3 separate regions of the Sus scrofa genome follow, and regions 2 and 3 are each linked to region 1. Evidence: chromatin contacts called from public HiChIP or PLAC-seq data. All regions are on one chromosome and are shown on one strand. Each heading gives the region's core, a stretch centred on a gene start, on an enhancer-like site or on the middle of the called end of the contact. The rest is flanking DNA. Distances are from core to core; before and after follow the strand shown.

What was found. HiChIP or PLAC-seq counts read pairs in DNA pulled down with a chosen protein or histone mark.
Region 2: a contact with region 1 is called in an H3K27ac HiChIP or PLAC-seq map of alveolar macrophages. The contact joins the promoter of ULK4 here to the enhancer-like site in region 1. A contact is called at or near these places in 1 of 5 promoter capture datasets (fetal skeletal muscle), 4 of 47 Hi-C or Micro-C datasets (heart right ventricle, liver, mesenteric adipose tissue and 1 more) and 2 of 2 datasets of contacts at active chromatin or transcription factors (alveolar macrophages and skeletal muscle).
Region 3: an H3K27ac HiChIP or PLAC-seq map of skeletal muscle shows a contact between it and region 1. The contact joins the promoter of TRAK1 here to the enhancer-like site in region 1. A contact is called at or near these places in 3 of 5 promoter capture datasets (fetal skeletal muscle, liver and skeletal muscle), 16 of 47 Hi-C or Micro-C datasets (adipose tissue, alveolar macrophages, embryonic fibroblasts and 8 more) and 2 of 2 datasets of contacts at active chromatin or transcription factors (alveolar macrophages and skeletal muscle).

Annotation. Positions count from the first base shown.
Region 1 is chr13:25,841,338-25,843,996 of Sscrofa11.1, forward strand. The region is part of intron 2 of TRAK1 (trafficking kinesin-binding protein 1); the gene reads left to right. Among named protein-coding and RNA genes, the nearest start is that of TRAK1, 69 kb to the left of the region's middle. Within about 2 kb of position 1,309, at least 22 of the 83 cell types and tissues checked have an H3K27ac peak or open chromatin away from gene starts, as enhancers often do. A contact at or near this core is called in adipose tissue, alveolar macrophages, liver and 2 more, where this site is marked.
Region 2 is chr13:25,750,121-25,752,779 of Sscrofa11.1, forward strand. ULK4 (serine/threonine-protein kinase ULK4) reads right to left here and starts at 1,345. Exons shown (of 38, transcript XR_002337917.1): 1 at 1,155-1,345.
Region 3 is chr13:25,772,047-25,774,705 of Sscrofa11.1, forward strand. TRAK1 (trafficking kinesin-binding protein 1) reads left to right here and starts at 1,299. Exons shown (of 17, transcript XM_021071690.1): 1 at 1,299-1,470.

The DNA of each region.
Region 1 (2,659 bases), core at 59-2,558:
GATAAATATAACTCTACTTTTTTTTCGGGTAACTCAGGCTGTCATAACTGCAGGCTTGAACTCCATTGCTCAATGCTGTTTTTTTCCCTATTTAAGTGGGGATTTGTGGTGAGAAGAAATGGGAAGGAGCAAGTCTGAATTTGAGAAGGGCCTGGGAGTCTTCTGGTTGCCTCTTCTCCCTTTGTCCCAGGCATGGAGGGAGGGAGTGGGCCTTCCCCAGGCACGGCTGCAGCACCACCTAGTGGGCCAGGGAAGCACTAGCAGCAGGACTGGCAGCCTTAACCTAGAGACCAGACACCTGCAGTGCCCTGGGTTTGCAACTTTTGAAGTGGAATGGAAGAAAGAGGAGTTAATTGTCTAGGGAGTCTTGAGAGGTAAGGCAGGCAACTTCAGATGTGTGGAACAAAAGAAATCTCTTCCCATCCCCTCTCTTGCCTAGTTCCATCCCACCTTTGTTCCCATCGGTTGTTTGCTAGAGTTAATTCCGGAAGTTGTTTTTGTAAGGGAGGGTATTATGAAAGCCAAGTGTGGTCACATCTTTTTTGTTTAGAATACCTGCTAGGAGATTCTGACGGTGATGGGATTTTAGTCTTATGTGGTGAACTTTATAGTTACATTTGCCCTTTAGGTTGAATGAGATTAAGATGAAGGTTGGCACTGATACACATATTAACTGATTGTAAGTTCTTTGCCTATATTTAAAAATATGCTAAGAAAGTGTGTTTAGAAACTGGAGTTCCTGCTGTGGTGCAGTAGAAATGAATCAGACTAGGAACCATGAGGTTGCTGGTTCCATCCCTGGCCTCACTCAGTGGGTTAAGGATCCAGCGTTGCCATGAACTGAGGTGTAGGTCACAGATGCGGCTCGGATCTGACTTTGCTGTGGCATAGGCCAGTGGCTACAGCTCTGATTCAGCCTCTAGCCTGAGAACCTCCATATGCCACAGGCAGCCCTAAAAAGACAAAAAAAAAAAAAAAAAAAAAAGGCGTGTGTCAGGTTTTACTGTAGAAATGCTGGGTAACAAATGACTCCCAAATCCACAGTGGCTACTGCAATGCTAATTCCGTGCTCCTGGTCATGAGTTACAGTGCCTGGGCTTCAGTTCAGGTCTTGAACTTGCTGCACTTGTCTCATTTGAAGATTTGGGCTGACGGATGCAGCTGTCTGGGACCGTGCTCTTCTCCTGGCAGAGGACAGGAGCTCAAGGGGACAAATGCAGCCACACGGGCACATTCACAGCCTACGTGTCTGGTTGGACATGCAGTAAGTGATGTCAGCTCATATTACATTGGCCAAGCAAGGGAAGTTGCATGGCCCGGCTCAAGGTCACAGAGTGGTGAAATAGTTTGTTCCCAGTGAGGCATAGCCAGGGTGGGGAGTGAGGGAAGAACTGTGAATAAAATGAACAAACAGCCTGCATTTTAGGAGATCCTTAAGGAGCAGAAGTGGCCTTGAGTAGCTCACGGGCACAGATGGTCTTCAGAGAAGCCTCACGTCAGTGACTCTAGGCCCTTTGCTCTGCTGGCCAGGGGACTGGGTGGGGGTGGGTGGAGGAGGGACATGGGCTCCAGAGGCCTAGAGCAGGGACTGCTCCCTAAAGGGCCGGAGAGTAAATATTTTAGGTTTGTGGGTTCCATGATCTCTGGTGTTGTAGCTGACAGCATTTGCAGACGATAGGTAAAGGAATGCGCATAGCTCTGTTCCAGTGCCGTTTTTATTTGTGAAAACAGGCAGGGGCGTGGGGAGGGCTGAATTTTACTGTGGGCTGTAGTTGGTAGCCCCCTGGTCTAGACCTTCGAGCCCTGATCTGTATCAGGACATCAACTTAACGGTAAGAGAGAAATATTCCTTTTTAGCTGGGAAGCCAAAAAAAGAAAAAAAAAAAAATTCAAAGGGCTGTTGAGTCCAGTAATACCCTATCCACGCAGCATTGCTAGGCCGTGAGGAGTTGTTCCATCTCATTGGATTCTCCGGGCAGCCAGAGCTTTTTGTTTCTAAGCATGGAATGTCATTTTGCTTAACTCATTTTCAGTAGATACGGCTGTGAAAGGTATTAGAAATTCCTTGGGCTTTCCAAGGACGATGGAGAAGACAGTTTAACCTTTCAGGTGGACTCAGCTGCATCTTTCATGCACAGTGTTTGGCGGGAGGTTTGGAGATGTGCCCAAGGGTGGTAGGTGTGCGGGCAACCTTTTTCCACATTCCTTATGGTTGCATTTTGTATGTGTGAGTAACCGCTTCATTGAGATAGAATACCATATAATGCGTCCATTTATAGTGTATGATTTGATGGTTGTCAGTATGTTCACAGGGTTGTGCAATTATCAGCTCAATCAAATTTTGGAAGATTATCATCACCCCAAAAAGATACTCCAGGCCCTTTAGCTATCACCCATCAATATATTCACCTGTCCCCCTACGTGGCTGCGTTCTTAATAAGCTTTCAGTAAGTTACCTCTTGGTTTCCGCTGCCCTTCTTTTTCTTGGCTCTAACAGGTCCATTCCTGGCCTTGGAGAGCTGAGCAAGGGATGTTCTTGGGAGGTCACCCAGGCTGTTCAAGTGCAGACCTAATTAACTGATCCTGACGCTACATCACCTGATGAGATAACATATTTTTCCTTTATTATAGCTTTGTATTTCTTCATTTGTATTGTGCT
Region 2 (2,659 bases), core at 95-2,594, 91 kb before region 1:
GCACTCATCCTGAAATTAACATAATACATCAATTAACAAAGTGGCTTTGACAAGGGTGGGTTTATTACCATCAGCAGGTCCCCTCTGTGAGGGCCCAATTTTTTTAGAGTAAAACAAAGAATTGGATCAGATGATCTTCTAAGTTGTCTTTCAAATTTGAAATCCCCATGACCTTTGAGATTCTTTTTGACTCAATCCTCAAATGTTCCTCAACTGAAACTTCCTAAGAAGCGTTTTTTAAAATCTGTAACCTCTTAAACTGTAAAATAAAACGTCTCTTTTAATCTATAAATTCACCTAGGTATATATGTACCATCTGAGAAGACAGAAGTCAGAAAAATAACGTATTTGAGAAATTGAGGTATTTAAGATTCAGGGGCCATGACCTACTCTCAACGAACTCTGAAACAGACTAGGTGGTAGGGGCACGTTGATAAAAATTGGAACCCTTTTCCTTCAGATCATTAACTCCCACACTAGCGGCATCAGCAGCGCTCAGGAACTTGGCAGAAATGCAAATTCTTGGCCCGGGCCCAGACCTACTGAATCGGAAACTCTAGAAGCGGGGCCGAGCAATCCGTGTTTTAACTCGCCCTCTCGTTGCGCAGCTATCTTCGAAAACCGCAGGCCAAGTCAACCTTACCCGAGGACACAAAAGGTGGCAGGCACTACGCTAAGCACTCAACAGGTGCTCCCCCTCCGCACTTCACCGACCGAATCAACTGCAGGCTTTGAGCTCGGGGACCTCGAAAGTGCAGGCTCTAAGTCGCTACGTAAACACTCCCTCCTCCCCAACCCCAAGTAGCTCGCCGCCAGCAAACGGGCTGCTTTCAGTGCCTTCTCCAAGTCCACCGACACCCGGGAAGCTAAGCCTGAGTTTTAAGAGCCCAAGTTTTAAACTGCGAACTCGGGCGTCTGTACAGCGCAACTCGCGAAACAAGGGGTGTCCCGTGTACCCTGAACAAAAAGTTGTGTAGAGTTTAATACAGCACAAAGCAGAGCCCGAAGAGAGGGGGGGTGGGGGGGTGCACAGGGTCCGCCCAGAGGGGGACGGTAGCTGGACGGCTCCCCTACAGATCTGTAATCGCTCCAGCGAACGCTAAGAGAGACCGGAACCCAGATTCAGCGCCCCTAAAGCCTCCACTGCCACTCACCTGCTCACCAGGTGGGGAGAAGCCGCAGGTCCACCAGACCGCTGCAGCGAGTGCGCGCGTCTTAGCCCCCACCCCTCAGGACGAGTCCACTGGTCAAAGCCAGGGACGAAGTAATGGAGCAAGGCGGGACGCGCAGAAACAGCGTGAAACCTTACAGGTCCATCACCCCTTCGCATTTGGATTAGGCCTGCACGTCTCCAGGGCAGCACGCAGAACGCCGGAAGGAGCGCTGGCTGCTGATTGGCTGATCAGTATCAGTTCCTATTGGCTGGAGTCTGGAAATGAAGCCGCTAGGCACCTCCCTCAACAACAACGGCCTTGCTCCCTGCGTTAGGGCTAGTCCACCGACCGACCCTAAATTGCGGTAGAAAATGCTTGGGGAAACCCGGCTCAGAGCGTGGCCTCTGGCCTTGCGAGTTCCACCCACCTCCGCGTTTGGATTGGCCCATCACGTCTCCTGGGCAGCACTCAACCGTGGAAGGAGCGCTAGGGCTGCTTTTGGTTACTGGTGGCTGCGGCACGGAATTGGGTGGCTGGGACCGAGAGTTGGTCCACCCTGACGGGGGTGGGACTGGAGTTTGGGTGGATCGAGGGGACTTTCGTGGGCAGTAGTTGCATAGTTGGTGGCAATGCAGTCCTGGGCCCTCGTCATTTTTCCTGCTCCCACTGTCCTCCGTTTCCTTCCATCGTTTTTCTTATGCCCTCTGGAGCTCAGATGGACGCGGCGACATAATGTGGGTAACAAATGTCTCCTCACTCTTTAGAAAGGAGTAGGCTGTGGATTATCTTCCTTCTTGTACATGAAAAAAAAATAGATCAGATCCTCTGATCTCAATTTAGTTGCTTAGGACTTTCAAAGATCCACGCCCTCAAATAGCAACTGCCAGGCACGTTAGCACCAGCTCCCCTTTCCTTCCACTAGAGTTAGCGCAGTGTTTCTCAACTTTAGCATCAGAATCAGCTGCAGTGCTGGTTAAAACAAGCTCCACACCTACCCACAGAATGTTCGATTCTGTAGATCTGGATGAGGCCCTAAATTTTGCATTTCTATCAAGTTAACAGGTGATGTGGATCTTGCCATAAGGGACCGCGTTTGAAAACCTACCTGGAGGAACTCTGCCTCTCTAATGGCAGGTTATTACCTCTCCTATTTACTTTCCTTCTCAGGAATCTTATTAGCCGTTATTGTCAATTTAATAGATTTGATGTGGGAAAAAATCCTCATGGAACAATTCCTAATTAATCAAGACTTAAAATGAAATTGGAACTAGTTTATTCCAAGCTTGATAGCCTTAGCATTAATGTCAGAAACAATATCAAATCCTGGTGCTTCTTAGCCTACATTTTTTGGATGCCTCCAGAGAACACATGTTCCTGTCAAGAGAGCTAAAATGTGTGCATGTGCATTTTTCTGGATGGGAATCCATGGTTTGATCAGATTCTCAAAGGTACCAATGATCCAGCAAAGTTTAAGAACTCCTGCTAGAGACAATTTTGAGACAATA
Region 3 (2,659 bases), core at 49-2,548, 69 kb before region 1:
AAAACTTAATATGGTATCACAACTATGATATTGACATTCATACAATCCACCTATCTTACTCAATTTCCCCAGGTTTACTTGTACTTATGTGTAAGTTCTGTATGAATTTTATCACCTGTTTCTAAAGTCACAAGTACTAAAAGCAGAAATAGACCTGTGTTGTCCATTTATACCACTTCTTGCCTTCCTCCCATCTCACCTCATCCCCTACTTGGTGACTTTTCAAAATCCTTTTATTTGGAAATAATTTCAAACTTACAGAAATGTTCCAATACATCCTACAACCAGATTCACTAAGTGTTAACATGTTGCCCATTTACTTTATCGTTTTTTCCTTAGCAGCATATTTTTTCCTGAATGGCCTGAAGACAGGTTGCATACATCATGCCTCTTTTCCTCTTTACAATACTTCACTGTGTATTTCCAAGAATAGGGATATTCTTGTACATGACCACAGTACAAGTCATCAGCATCAGCAAATCTAACATTGATTTAAAACTTTAATCAACTATCAGGATTCCGATTCCAATTTTATCCATTAGAATGTCCTTTATAGCATCCTTCTCCCCACCTCCTCCAGAATCCAGGTTAGGACCAGGTATCACACTGAGTTGTTATGACTTTTTAGCACTCTTTAATCTGGAACATTTCCCAAGCCTTCTTCTGCGACATTGACATTCTTGAAGAATACAGCCGTTGCCCATTTTTAATAGATATTTCCTCATTTGGGGTTTGCCTGGGGTTTCATTATCCTTAGATTCGGGTTATACATTTTCCCTGGAAATACTGCATAGGTGATGTGTTCTCCCAGCATGACCTGCTTTTACTGATGATGTGGATTTTGCTGCAGGTCAAGGTGCTGTCCCTCTGCCCCTTTGTATATTAAATATTTCTCTTTCTACTAATAAGCCTAAACCAACTATAGGGAGACACATTAACCCAGGCAAATACCTGCTCCCCCAATAAATCCTCCCTAGGGTTAGCATCCATTGATGATTCTTGCCTGAACCAATCTTTACTGTGTACTTTTGTCTCTTCAAGTCTTGGGGTACTGGAAATCAGGTTTTCTCAGGTTTGGTTTCCTTGGGTCTTCGGTTCTGGTCTGCGTCTTCTCCAGGTCTTCCCAATGTCCTCTGTGACCTTTGGGCAGGGACGAGGTCAACGCTGTAGACTCAGCAGCCTCAACTGGAAATGAGGTCATGTGTTCCCAGTTAAACCGTCCAGCGGTGATTTGCATAATAGAGTAAGTAGCCTGTGAGCACTTACTTCCTGGATCATTTCCTGATCCCCCACACCTCTGTCCCCCTCCCTCTTTGGTGGCATTTTGTTCAGACTGCTCATCCATATTCCCCTCATCTCCTGGCTCAGTTCCACCCCGGCTTAAGTCTAAGGGTTGCCTTCCTAGGGGACGGCCTGGCCTGCAGGAACGGAACGCCTGGACTTACACTGCGTTCGTGGCAAAGTATCCGCGTGAGTTCCCTAAGACTGGCTGGACTGACATCGAGACGGGCTAGAAGTATATAAGCTCTCGTTTGGGGCGCGGGTGGTGGAGTGCGATAGCTTGTCACGAACCAGGTATTTTTCCAGGGGCTTCTCCAGGCCTAGATCGGGTAAAGGCTCTGGAGCGGGCCACCTGCCGCGACCGGAGAGGTAGGAGGGGCGCGGCTCCGGAAGGCTGGGGCACACTCCCGGCGGGCGTCCTGGAGGGCCACCCGCAGGTGGCGGCGCTGGCCTGCGGGCGGGGCCGGGGAAGGGGAGGGCTAGACGCGCGTCGGTTGGTGACGGCAGCGCGGAGGGGAGGTGCGAAGCGCCCGCCCGCTGAGAGCCATGGCGAGAGGCCGCGCAGCGGCGCCCGCTTCAGTACCCCGGTCCGCAGCAGCGCCCCCGCCCGCCGCCCCCGGGCCCACCCGGCCGCCGCCCCCGTGCACCCCAAGCCCCTGATCGCTGCGCGCTGTGAGCCAGGCGCCCCGGGAGAGGGGCCGCGCGCGGGAGGGCGGCACGGGAGGGAGCGCGCGGGAGCCCGAGCGCCCCGACGACCCCCGCGTCCCGGAACCCCGGATCTCTAGCTGGGAGCGCGAAGTCGGCGGCCGGGCAGCATCAGGAGGAGGAGACGCCAAAGCCCAGCCCGCCGTGTGCGCCCTGGTGCCGCCCGGCCGCCTGCTGTGGAGGGAACCAGAGCCGCCGGGCGGCCCGGGCCGGGCCGAGGACACCGAGGAGGAGGCAGCCAGGAGTGTCGATCGCCCGGGCAGCCCTGCGCCGGAGGCTCCCGGGGCCGCGCCTGCTACGGGGCTGCACTCCGCGCGCCTCTAGAGGGTAAGCCCGTGGACCGCTGACTTGTTCCGGCGCATCGGCCCCGGGGATGGGTGGAGAAGGACACGAGTGTTCTAAGAGTGTCGGTGCTTGATGTGGTGGCGGCGGGAAGGGCCGGGCGCGGAGATCCTGCTAGGGCAGCACTCCTCCCGCATCGGCCGCACCTGGTGCCCATTGTGTACCGTGTTGGTCACGCCGCGTGGCCTGGATTCTGGGCTCCGGCACTCCGAAGTGACAGTGAGGCGACCTTCAAAGAGCCCAGAGCTGAGCAAGGCCAGAGTGCGAGCGCACCCAGATTCCCACTCACCCGCAAAATGAATGTAAATTACATCTTCTGAGAGTGTTTGGG